3 separate regions of the Mus musculus genome follow, and all the other regions are linked to region 3. Evidence: chromatin contacts called from public promoter capture Hi-C data. All regions are on one chromosome and are shown on one strand. The core of a region is the stretch at or near the end of the contact, and the rest is flanking DNA. Distances in the headings are between cores, read along the strand shown. Region 1 has its middle 82 kb from the start of Mroh2b. Region 2 holds the start of Plcxd3 (phosphatidylinositol-specific phospholipase C, X domain containing 3). Region 3 holds the start of Selenop (selenoprotein P).

Region 1 (3,034 bases), core at 466-2,965, 1.5 Mb before region 3:
AGCTAAGGCTGTTGCAGCCAGAACTTGTCAAGAAGACAAATAGGGATGCATCGACCTGACTCACATGCATAAACAGACTGGGGACAACTCTGATCTTGCAGGCCATTTGTTTGGTTAGAAGTCGGATGCTTACAGTATATTCCAAAAGAACAAAGGTGACCTTAGAGGAAACCAGCCATTTGGAATCCAATTAATCAAGCGTCAGGGCAGTTTGGCATCCAAGAGCTAGAATCATCACAATCTGACAGCTTCTCATGGAGGAGTAGCATTCAGATAAGGATATGGAAGAGGTGTTACCTTGTGGACGATCTCTTGGGAACAACAGAGAATTTCAACTTTCAAAGCTAAGCAGATTTGAGCGTTGCAGAAGTCCTTTGTAGAAAGGGAAGGAAAAAAAAAACCTACCTAAAATGTCATATTTACTGAAGATTGAAAAAGCAACCCTTTGTCAGGCTGAAACACCATGCCACTAGAGTACTTGAAATTTGAGATCATGTGCCTTCAGTGACTCTGATCCTAACAAAATTTAACAGTCGGGGAGGTCACTTATTTTGTCAGCATATTACAGTCAACAGACTCAAAATCTATATTTAAAAAGAACCGATCTAATTTTCAGCCACCCAGGCAACACACACAGATGCTTAGCACTCATCTTCATTAGCCTCAGAGGAGAAACTTCTTACCTTTGACCTAGAATTTATTTAATCTTTTAGGACAGAGCCGGAGACTCCCAATCTAAATTCCAGGTATTTAATATGCTCGGCTGCTGCTCTCTGCTTCCTGGTGATAATTTTATTAGTAGCTCTTAACACCTATTGTACTAAATTGCCATATTAATATTAATATCAGAGTGTGAAGAATTCAACTGATAAATGGTATGCAAATTAGCTTAATGCAGACTTTAATGGGTTAGAGCACTAAAAAGTTCTTGGAGACAAAGTAACCAAAGAGCTAAAGGATCAACTTGTCCTCACTGAAAGGAAAAAGTTACAAGGAAAAGAGAAATACTTTAAAGTACGTGTGAGTCATTTTTAATCAAAATAATAATTATTGCTGGCCCGATCTTTGATTATACTACGGACAACAAATAGGAAATACTTTTAAAAGGTTTGTCCTTATTTTTAATGATCCGTATACATGTGTGTCTCTGTGCAAGTTTGTACACGTGAATATAGGTGCCCGAAGGAGTCCCAGAAGAGGGTGAGTTGGATCTAGGCATTTGCAAAAAGAAGAGTTGGTCAGGGTTATGATAGAAACCATGCATCCCCAAACCAAAGAATATCAAGGACTGCTGGCAATTACTGGAAGCCAGAAGAGGAAGGATTCCTCATGCCCAGCCATTCTTGAAAGCATCTTGCTTTCAATACTAAACAGGAAGTGCTCTGAGCTCGCGGAAGGAAGGGGGAAATGCGTTGACATGGATCAGTATTTTCAGGACCCTCTTAGAAACCCCACCACCAACAGCAGAGCTGACATTCCACAGCACATGCCAGGCCCTTACTCTTAGGTCGTAGAGAAGTGGCCTCCAAAGCAGCAGTGTTGATGAGGATGACTCTAAGTCGACCCCAATGGAGCGCGGTTTTTCCAAGGAAACAGAAACAGAAAGTCTTTTTCAGAAGCCTTTGCTGGTTTAGCTGAATGCTCCTGACCACAGCTTCCAGCTAACTTTGAAACACTTCTGACCACAGCTGTAGCACTTCCACTCTCTGAGCAGCTGCTCCTCACCACAGGTCCCGGTGTAACACCACAAGTGATTGCAGCTGGCTTCTGTTCTCTACTGTCCAAGGCAGCCAGTCACTTTCTTTTTATGAAAACTGATCTTTCTCTCCACAGAGAATGGCTGTGTTCAGTGGTTTCTTGCAGTACCTGCTTACTCTTAACTGTAGGTGGCCCCTGCCTCACAAATGACTCCTTTGGTGGCTTTGGTAGTGGCTTGGAGGTGGGGAAGAGATTTTTTTTAGTATCTTCCTTTTTTTTCACCCAGAAGAGAGGTGTAAGACCCCCTTTTGGGGACCCCCACTCTAGTCTCGGGAGAGAGAGAGCACAAAAAGAAACACGAGAATCCTTTCTTGCTGTAAACACAGGAGGCAGTTTAATGGCAGAGCTCCAGGTGGAAACATATCTCATGCAGGAGACAGTGGATTCCACCCCGAGGCTCGAAAGCTAGGGGTTTTTATGGGGTAAGGGGTTTAGGGGTGTGGAATTCAGCATAGTGACACACTATTGGCTTATTCAAACATCAGCAGAAAAATTACATGTACGTGCAGGATGTCAGAGTTTTGTGAGCTATTGACTCAGTTCAGATAGCCCTGTTATGTCTTCACATTCCTCTTTATCTCTATGGTCAAGCTGTTCCCAGGAATGTTTTAACTATGGGGCATGCCCCGGTTTGTTTTTCTTTTTTTCTCAGCCCCAGGCAGCCTCTAGGCTCACAAACAACCAGCAATTTCTGAGTACTTTATATGACTTACAGGTCTTGAAATTTCACCTTTCTTTCAGAGGAAGGGATTAAATGACCACTATGAATGTTGTATGTAGATTCCTGGGGGACCATCTCCCCTCCCCCATGGGGTTCCTTTCCTCTCTGAGATCTGTTTTGTAGGGGAGAGCAGCCAAGTCAGCTTTGGAGAAAGCTTCTTGACTCTTACTTTGGGATGTGGTCCTATTTAACAGATCTTATTCTTGAATTGTCTCAGGAAGCCTGAGGGTAGGAGGCATACAAGCTTTCTCTACTCTCAGTGCCAGAAGTCCATGGGTGGCTTGCGTGGGAGGATGATGGACCAGTGAATCCTAGAGGAGATGCCAACTCAACTCTAATTACACTAGGAAAATATGTTTTCTCAGGGCCTTTCCTGCTCATTTTTTTCTCATTTTGTATTACAAGATCTTTATGATGTTGTCAAGGATTTAGGATTAACGAGAGGAGGAAGGGCTGCATTTAATATGCAAAATGCAGGAAGATTTCTACCAGGTGGCTGTGGCTCGTGGCCTGAAGTGGGTGTCCACCCCCCACTCCCCTGCATTGGAGACTTAC
Region 2 (3,382 bases), core at 134-2,633, 1.1 Mb before region 3:
ACTCAGCTACACTCCGGGCAGGGGTTGATTATCTACGAGTAATTTGCCCTCCAGCCTAGTCTGGTAAGAATGGGTGTGCACACTTTCAGCCAAATTGCTAGAGAAATGTAAGCATTTCTCCAGCTGCTGCACTCACAAACTGCCCAGAAACAATCTTCTCTCTTAGATACCTGAGTTAGGGACTACTGTGTGCTCTGACCTGGAAACCTGGCCAGTGCTCTGGTCCAAGCCATGCACACCATACAAACACATCTTGATGCTACCCTTCTAAACCCTGCTTGCTTTCCTCCGGACTACCTGCTAGGTCACCTTTTCCAGGGCCATCTGTTCATCATTCCCATCTCTAAACTGTGCCTCACACGGTCTCACTGCCTGGCTTCTGTCTAGAGCCGCAAATGTGCAAGGGTCTGCTTTCTCGACCCAAGGAGCTCTGCCTTAAGCAGCTCTTTGACCAGACTGACTCGCTCCCCATCCAAGCCAATGAGGAAAGGCTTGCTTTCAGCTTCTTGCCCCATTCAGCTCTTTGTCAAGGACAGTGATCCTGCTGCCACCACAGATCCCGAACTTTCATCACTCTTCAGAAAGCGCTTTGTCTCTTTAAAGGAGACTGGGGACGAATATTAATGATTCCAGTAGATTCTAACAGCAAAGCTATCAAATTCTCCCAAGTCCATGCCAGCGATGGTCTCAGTGACGTTCTGGAGCCGAACTCTTAAGATAGCCAGCTCCCTCCCATAGCGAGCGCACCACGGAGCCACAGACTAAGGAACCTGACCTGCCTACTCCCCAGCCCCCGCCAGAATCTTCAAGGAAAACCGTAGAAAAAGGTCTCAGGGAGCGATCCTGGAACCACCTTCTCCTCTGCCCCAGCCCTCCGGACACAGTCTGCTTCTGAAGCCCAGGGGAAGCAGTCACCTTGACACCCCGTGCCAGGGTCTTCCAAGATTTGGAAAACCCGGGGACCCACCCCCTGGATGAGCATCCTTCCCGCAGACACAGGCGAAGTTAGCACTGGGTGTAAAATGAAGCAGGGCGAGGCAGGGGCAGTGGGCACCTACCTGGGATGGCTAAATTGGTGAGGGGGATGCTGTGGATGCTCTCAGGCAGAGTTGCCATCCAGTCGGCGAATTTCAGCTCGTTTTTCCCCTGAGATGAGGCCATGGTGCCGGTCTGCTTGCCGCCGCGCTAGTCGCCACACTCCTAGGCACAGGCTGGCAGCTGCTGCCGTTAAGCCAATGTTTGCTTCGGCCCCGCTAGAGTTTACACTCCGCTCTGCGCCACACCCACAGGATGGCGCAGACACATGCTCATTTTAATAATTATTCAAAAACACCCCATGCTCCCTCCTTGCCTTGCCAGACTCCACTGCCGGGGCTTTTGTTCCTGACGTCCGTGCTCTGCTCTCTGCTCTTTCCCCTCCCTCCAGACTCCCTCCTCCCGTCTCACCCCTCCTAGGTGGCTCTGCCTTTCTTTGCCATTTTGCAGCTTCCCACCTCTTCTTGTTATTAGTCCTTCATCCTTAAAACAAACAAACAAACAAACATACAAAAATAAAATTTAAAAACTTCGTTTTCCGAGCTGCTTTGTCCCTCGTCTTTCTCTGTCCCTTGGTGAGAGTTCCTAGTCCAGTTTGCATGAAAGGCAGTCTTGCGGTCGAATCTAAAAATCCTGGTAGACTTTGGCATGTTGTTACCTCCTGAAGAGCAAATTCATCTTTGGCTCTCAACACTTTCCATTCTTCCCAAAGAGTGTTCCTTTCCCTAAGCCACAAAAGAGTGTGCCCTTTCTCAGCAAAGAGTCCTCCGACTTATTTATACAAAATGGAGGTCTTTATTTATCACTTTGCCTGATGTTTTAAGGAGCTGATTGATACACGTGGTGAGCAGGAAGGACAGTATATTCTCTTCTATATTAATCCCTGGTCCCAGGCATTTCACGGGTCAAGGGGCACTGCCACAGGTTGTGAAGACCTTCATTGATGCAGTTCCTTTCTGGGTTTCACGGCACTCAGGAAAAGATGAAAGTCTGGGACTGGAAGGAACCACGTCTCCCAATGACATGCTGTAATTACTGCCAGTAGCATTTGGTGGAATGTATTTGGCACCACTTGAAGTGATCTATGTGATTGTTTGGATCTTCATTCCTTGGCAGACTAAAGAGATGTGTCTCTCCAGAGAGAAATCGCTCATGTGGCTCCAGAGAAATGTCTGGGTCCACCTGTTCCGCAGTGAGAAAGAGAAAGAATCTAACCTTACAAATGTGGCAAGACCAGCATTGGCCTGAACAGGACTGTATGAGTCAGAGTGACCATGTGCTAGGCCATTACCACTCAGAGACTAAGGATGGGCAAAAGGAGCTGGCTTTCCTATGGAGGGACGTGTAAATTCTATTCCCAGAGGAAATCCTATTAGGCTGAAGAAATTAGAATCAAGGTTGGAGAGACAGCACTGAGCAACATGAGAGTAATCATTTCAGTTCAGTAAACCCATTTAACATTTTAAAAGCCCCAGAGCCTTTTTATTTTGTGCAAGGATGCTGTGACCAAAGAAAATTCCCTATCTATTCGAAATTACTTTGGGGGAAGGTAGAGGGAGGAGAGAGGATGTCTAACTCTTTTGATCAAATTTTCTTACTCTCCCCATGGAAACAGTCCATCGTGTCTTGAAGACATGGTTGGTCTATCTTTAGGAATGAGGATGAGATGTACTGAAACTTCTGCTCAGAGAACTCTTTACATTCTCGGTAGCACAGCACATCCTTGTATGCTTTTAGCTAGAATGCGAATCATCTCTGCTTGTTGGCAAAGAGATTTATAAGCCCCGCTCTTCTGACTAATGCCAGTGTTTTAAGGGTAACACATTGAGGCAGCAACTCAGAATCACACTGGAGAGTTAGCCACACTGTGTGTGAGCAAAGTCCTCCAGTGCCTGTTAGTCCTGTGTTTTCCATTACACAGTCATGACTACTGAGAGACTTGTGGTGACACTTTCAGGTGTGCTTGCTGAAATAGCAGGATCTGCACCCTCACTTTTCCTTGTCTATTTGGAGACTATTCTAGACTTTGAAAGTATTCTTTCCAGGGTGGTCAATTAATTATGCAACCTGTGAGGTATTGTTCTGTAAGATGTACTTCAAAAATACTCTTTATCCAAATGTATTGTGAGGATGTGTCCTAAAAAGTTTAGGAAACAGTTTATAAAAGACGATTGTCCTAAAGTAGAATTGCCTCTTCTTTGGGAAACTTCAGTGTTTGCTCTTAAGGCCTTCAACTGATTGGATGAGGTCAATACATATGATGGCAGGTAATCTGCTCCATTCAAAATGACTATAAAAGCTACTTCATCTACAAACATCTGCATAGCAGCCTCTACTGTAGTATTTG
Region 3 (3,333 bases), core at 69-2,568:
AACACTAAACTAAATTCAGTCTTTATAGAACTGCAGCATGAAGACACGGCCCTTGATACTCTGCCATAAGGCAAATATTTTCAAATGGCTAAATGGCAGACATAAATGAGAAGACTATTTCACCCACGTTTCTAATGAAAAGAATGATCGAGGGACAAAGGAAAAGCTGGAGAAGATGAGTTTCCACTTGCAGAGTTTCCCATCATTAATCAATAGGCTGCTTGACTTTGCTTAAGGTTGCTTTTATGGAATAAGCTTTGCATTTTAACTGTAACTGTCGAAGAGCTATATAAAAAGAATGAAGGCAAATAACAAAATTAGATCCAGTAATAACTGGACAGTGGTTATAGCGATTACAGTCTTCAGTTGCAAGCCTAGATACCTGTTCATGCTCAAAACTACAATTGATTGTACTCCATTAAAAGGAAAGCAAGCATACTCTTTGCCACACATCCTCTCCCCTTGAACAACAAAGACCACAACAAAAACAGACCAGCATTTTAAAGCCCCTCATCCGCTGGGCTGTGGTGGCACATGCCTATAATCCCAGCACTTGGGAGGCAGAGACAGGAGGATTTCTGAGTTCGAGGCCAGCCTGGTCTACAGAGTGAGTTCCAGGACAGCCAGGGCTACACAGAGAAACCCTGTCAAAAAAAAAAAAAAAAAAAAAAAAAGCCCCTCATCCACCTTCAGGCTTCCACCCTCTACTTAAATTCAAAAGCTCCCCCACCGAAGGACACCACCTGGACTGCCTTAAAGCAAGGATGGAGCCCTGCCCTGGGGATGGAGCCTGCTCAGTCTGCTCCCTCCCAGTTCTGAAATTGCTTCCGAATTCCCTGGACACCTCTACAGTACAGTGCGGTGCGACAGGCGTCTGTCCCATCTCTGCTCTTGAAATCCACTAGCTTTCCCTCTTGTTTGTCCTCACTCTAACCCTTCGTGGGAAACCCTGGAATTTAGTGAGATAATATTGCCCATATGACACCACAGTTCCCTGCAGAGAGAAACAGCTGCATTTTACATTGCCCACAGTAAAGGACAAAAATCAACAACAATAAAAATATAAAATTAAAAAAAAAAGTTAACTGTTCTTCCCCGACACTTCTTGTTCATTAAACAAAAAAAATGCTTTTAATGTCTTTTAGTCATCTTTTTACTAAGTCTATTTTAAAGCGGGGGAGAAACGTATTTTACCTAAGAAAAAATATTTCCCAAACTGTAAAAGAATCAAGTCCTACTTACGCAACCCCTTCGGACTAGCTTCGTCCTGTCTCTTTGCTCTAGTTAGAGCAGCTCCCCAAAGCCACAGGCTGACACTGACTTTTATAGCCCTGTTGTTTACCTCGCCCTCTGAGGTGCAGTCCAAAGTTCGGTGCTCCCTCCCGCTGCGACCTTGCAAATGCAGCAAGCCCCTGAACAGTTTCCGATCACAATGAGAAGAAAGTTTAAACAGCTGAGGCAGTACTTACTGAGGGAAGACGGACGACTTTTGACGAGTTTCTAACTTATTTTCTGCTTTTGATCACCCTATAATCTAAGAATGGTACAGTCCAGGGTGGAAGGAAGGGCTAAGGGGAGAGAGGTCCTCCAAGTGCCTTTCCTTTCGAAACTACAATAGGGAAAAACATTTGCCTAGCCAGCAAGTTACACAGCTGTTTTAAAAGAAGGGAAAACATGTTTGTTTTCCTTTTCCTTTATGAAGAGGAAGTTCTATACTAAACCCACACTGAAAGCTTCTTTAGAAAAGTCACCTGCTGTCACATTATTTTGGTCTCCTGCTACTATAGACCTATCTTTGTTTGGCTGTGCTCAGCAGAATTTCAATTGGTATGCAATCCCGTGGGAGCTCTGTTCTTGCGGGTTTCCTTTAATATAATGAACTAAGAAAATCGTCTTCAATCTGAAAGAAACCAGGCCTCATTTAAAATGTATATAGTAGTGCTCATTCTTTTTGTGTATCTTTGTCTCTCGGTGTCTCTGTCTCTGTCTCTGTCTCTGTCTCTGTCTCTCTCTCTCTCTCTCTCTCTCTCTCACACACACACACACACACACAAACACACACTAAGGAAGGGGGAGGGGCAGCACATGGTTGCCTCAGGGCAAACATGGAGGTCAGAAGACACTTTTGTAGAGTTGCCTGCTCTCCTTTCTCCTTTAATTGGCTTCCCCTTTAACTGGGTTCCAGGAATCAAATTCGGGTCTTGCCCGGCAACAGCCTTTACCCTCTGAGCTACTTCCAGGGCTGAACCCACAGTTTTCTCACAGCTGTAGTGCTACTTATAAATCCCAACAGAGTCTCTTTTAGCTGTTGCTTCAGGGTTATGTTTTATGCTTTTTTTATTTCTCTTAAGAACTGTATGCATGTATACAATATATTTTGATCTAACTGGGACCCCCTACTGCCCACTCCAACTCTTCCCAGACCCCTCCCCAACACATTTTCCTCCCAGCTTCATATGGGGTTGTTTGGTTTGGTTTTGATTAGTTGGTTGGCTTTGTTACCGAGTGCAGTTAAGGCTGTTGATACCTGTACAGGCACGGGGCTGTCCATTAGAGCATGAGCAACCTAACACAAGCCATACCCTTGAAGAAAAATGACTCTCTCCCAGTGGCCATCAACTGCTAGTAGCTTTTCAGCCCTGGTGGGAGCCTCCTGAGTACTCCCCAACACATGAGGAAATGTAAACAGACTTGATTAACAACAGCTGTGTGGGTGGGTGCAGGAGCACAATCGTCCTATGGTATCCAAAAATCACTGCTTTGCAGCGGTCCTCCCCAACCTCTAGCTCTTACAAACTTTCCACCCCTTCTCCTGTGGTGCTCCCTGCATCTTGGGCAGTCCTCCCCAACTTTTGGCTATTATGAACTTTTCACCCCTTCTGTGATGCTCCCTGCATCTTGGGTGGTCCTCCCTAACCTCTGGCTATTTCAAACTTTCTACCTTTCTGTGGTGCTCTCTACATCTTGGATGAGGGAGTTGATAGAGATGTCAGACTGAAGACTCCACAGTCACTGATTCTGTGCACGTTGACTAGTGTGACTCTCTCTGCCACCCCCTCCCCCACTGCAAAAGAAACTTTTTCTCTGATGAGGGCAGTAGCAACCATGTGCACTGATCTCCCTCAATAATGTTAAAGATTCTGATGTGAAATATCTACAAAGATAAGAATTGTACAAACAAATTACTAGTTGGAATTGGGGGAGGAACAGAATTTCAATGTAAAAGAGGCCAGGAGGGGAATGCTTCTTTCCGGTGGCTGCTGCACTGTGGCGGGCTTAAATGAGGCCAAGGCAGCGAATATGTAGGTCTCCCCACCCCTACTTGAGTTCTAT

What was found. Promoter capture Hi-C pulls out the DNA fragments that hold promoters and counts their contacts.
Region 1: a contact with region 3 is called in a promoter capture Hi-C map of pre-B cells, with 6 times the contacts expected there. The contact joins the enhancer-like site here to the promoter of Selenop in region 3. A contact is called at or near these places in 3 of 39 promoter capture datasets (embryonic stem cells, hippocampal neurons and pre-B cells) and 1 of 115 datasets of contacts at active chromatin or transcription factors (large pre-B cells).
Region 2: a promoter capture Hi-C map of hippocampal neurons shows a contact between it and region 3, with 3 times the contacts expected there. The contact joins the promoter of Plcxd3 here to the promoter of Selenop in region 3. A contact is called at or near these places in 2 of 39 promoter capture datasets (cranial neural crest and hippocampal neurons).

What each region holds. Positions count from the first base shown.
Region 1 is chr15:4,815,617-4,818,650 of GRCm38.p6, reverse strand. No RefSeq gene overlaps it. Among named protein-coding and RNA genes, the nearest start is that of Mroh2b, 82 kb to the left of the region's middle. Within about 2 kb of position 1,715, at least 89 of the 459 cell types and tissues checked have an H3K27ac peak or open chromatin away from gene starts, as enhancers often do.
Region 2 is chr15:4,373,492-4,376,873 of GRCm38.p6, reverse strand. It overlaps Plcxd3 (phosphatidylinositol-specific phospholipase C, X domain containing 3), which reads right to left and starts at 1,383. Exons shown (of 3, transcript NM_177355.3): 1 at 1,059-1,383. The coding sequence starts at 1,161.
Region 3 is chr15:3,268,962-3,272,294 of GRCm38.p6, reverse strand. Selenop (selenoprotein P) reads right to left here and starts at 1,318. Exons shown (of 5, transcript NM_009155.4): 1 at 1,243-1,318.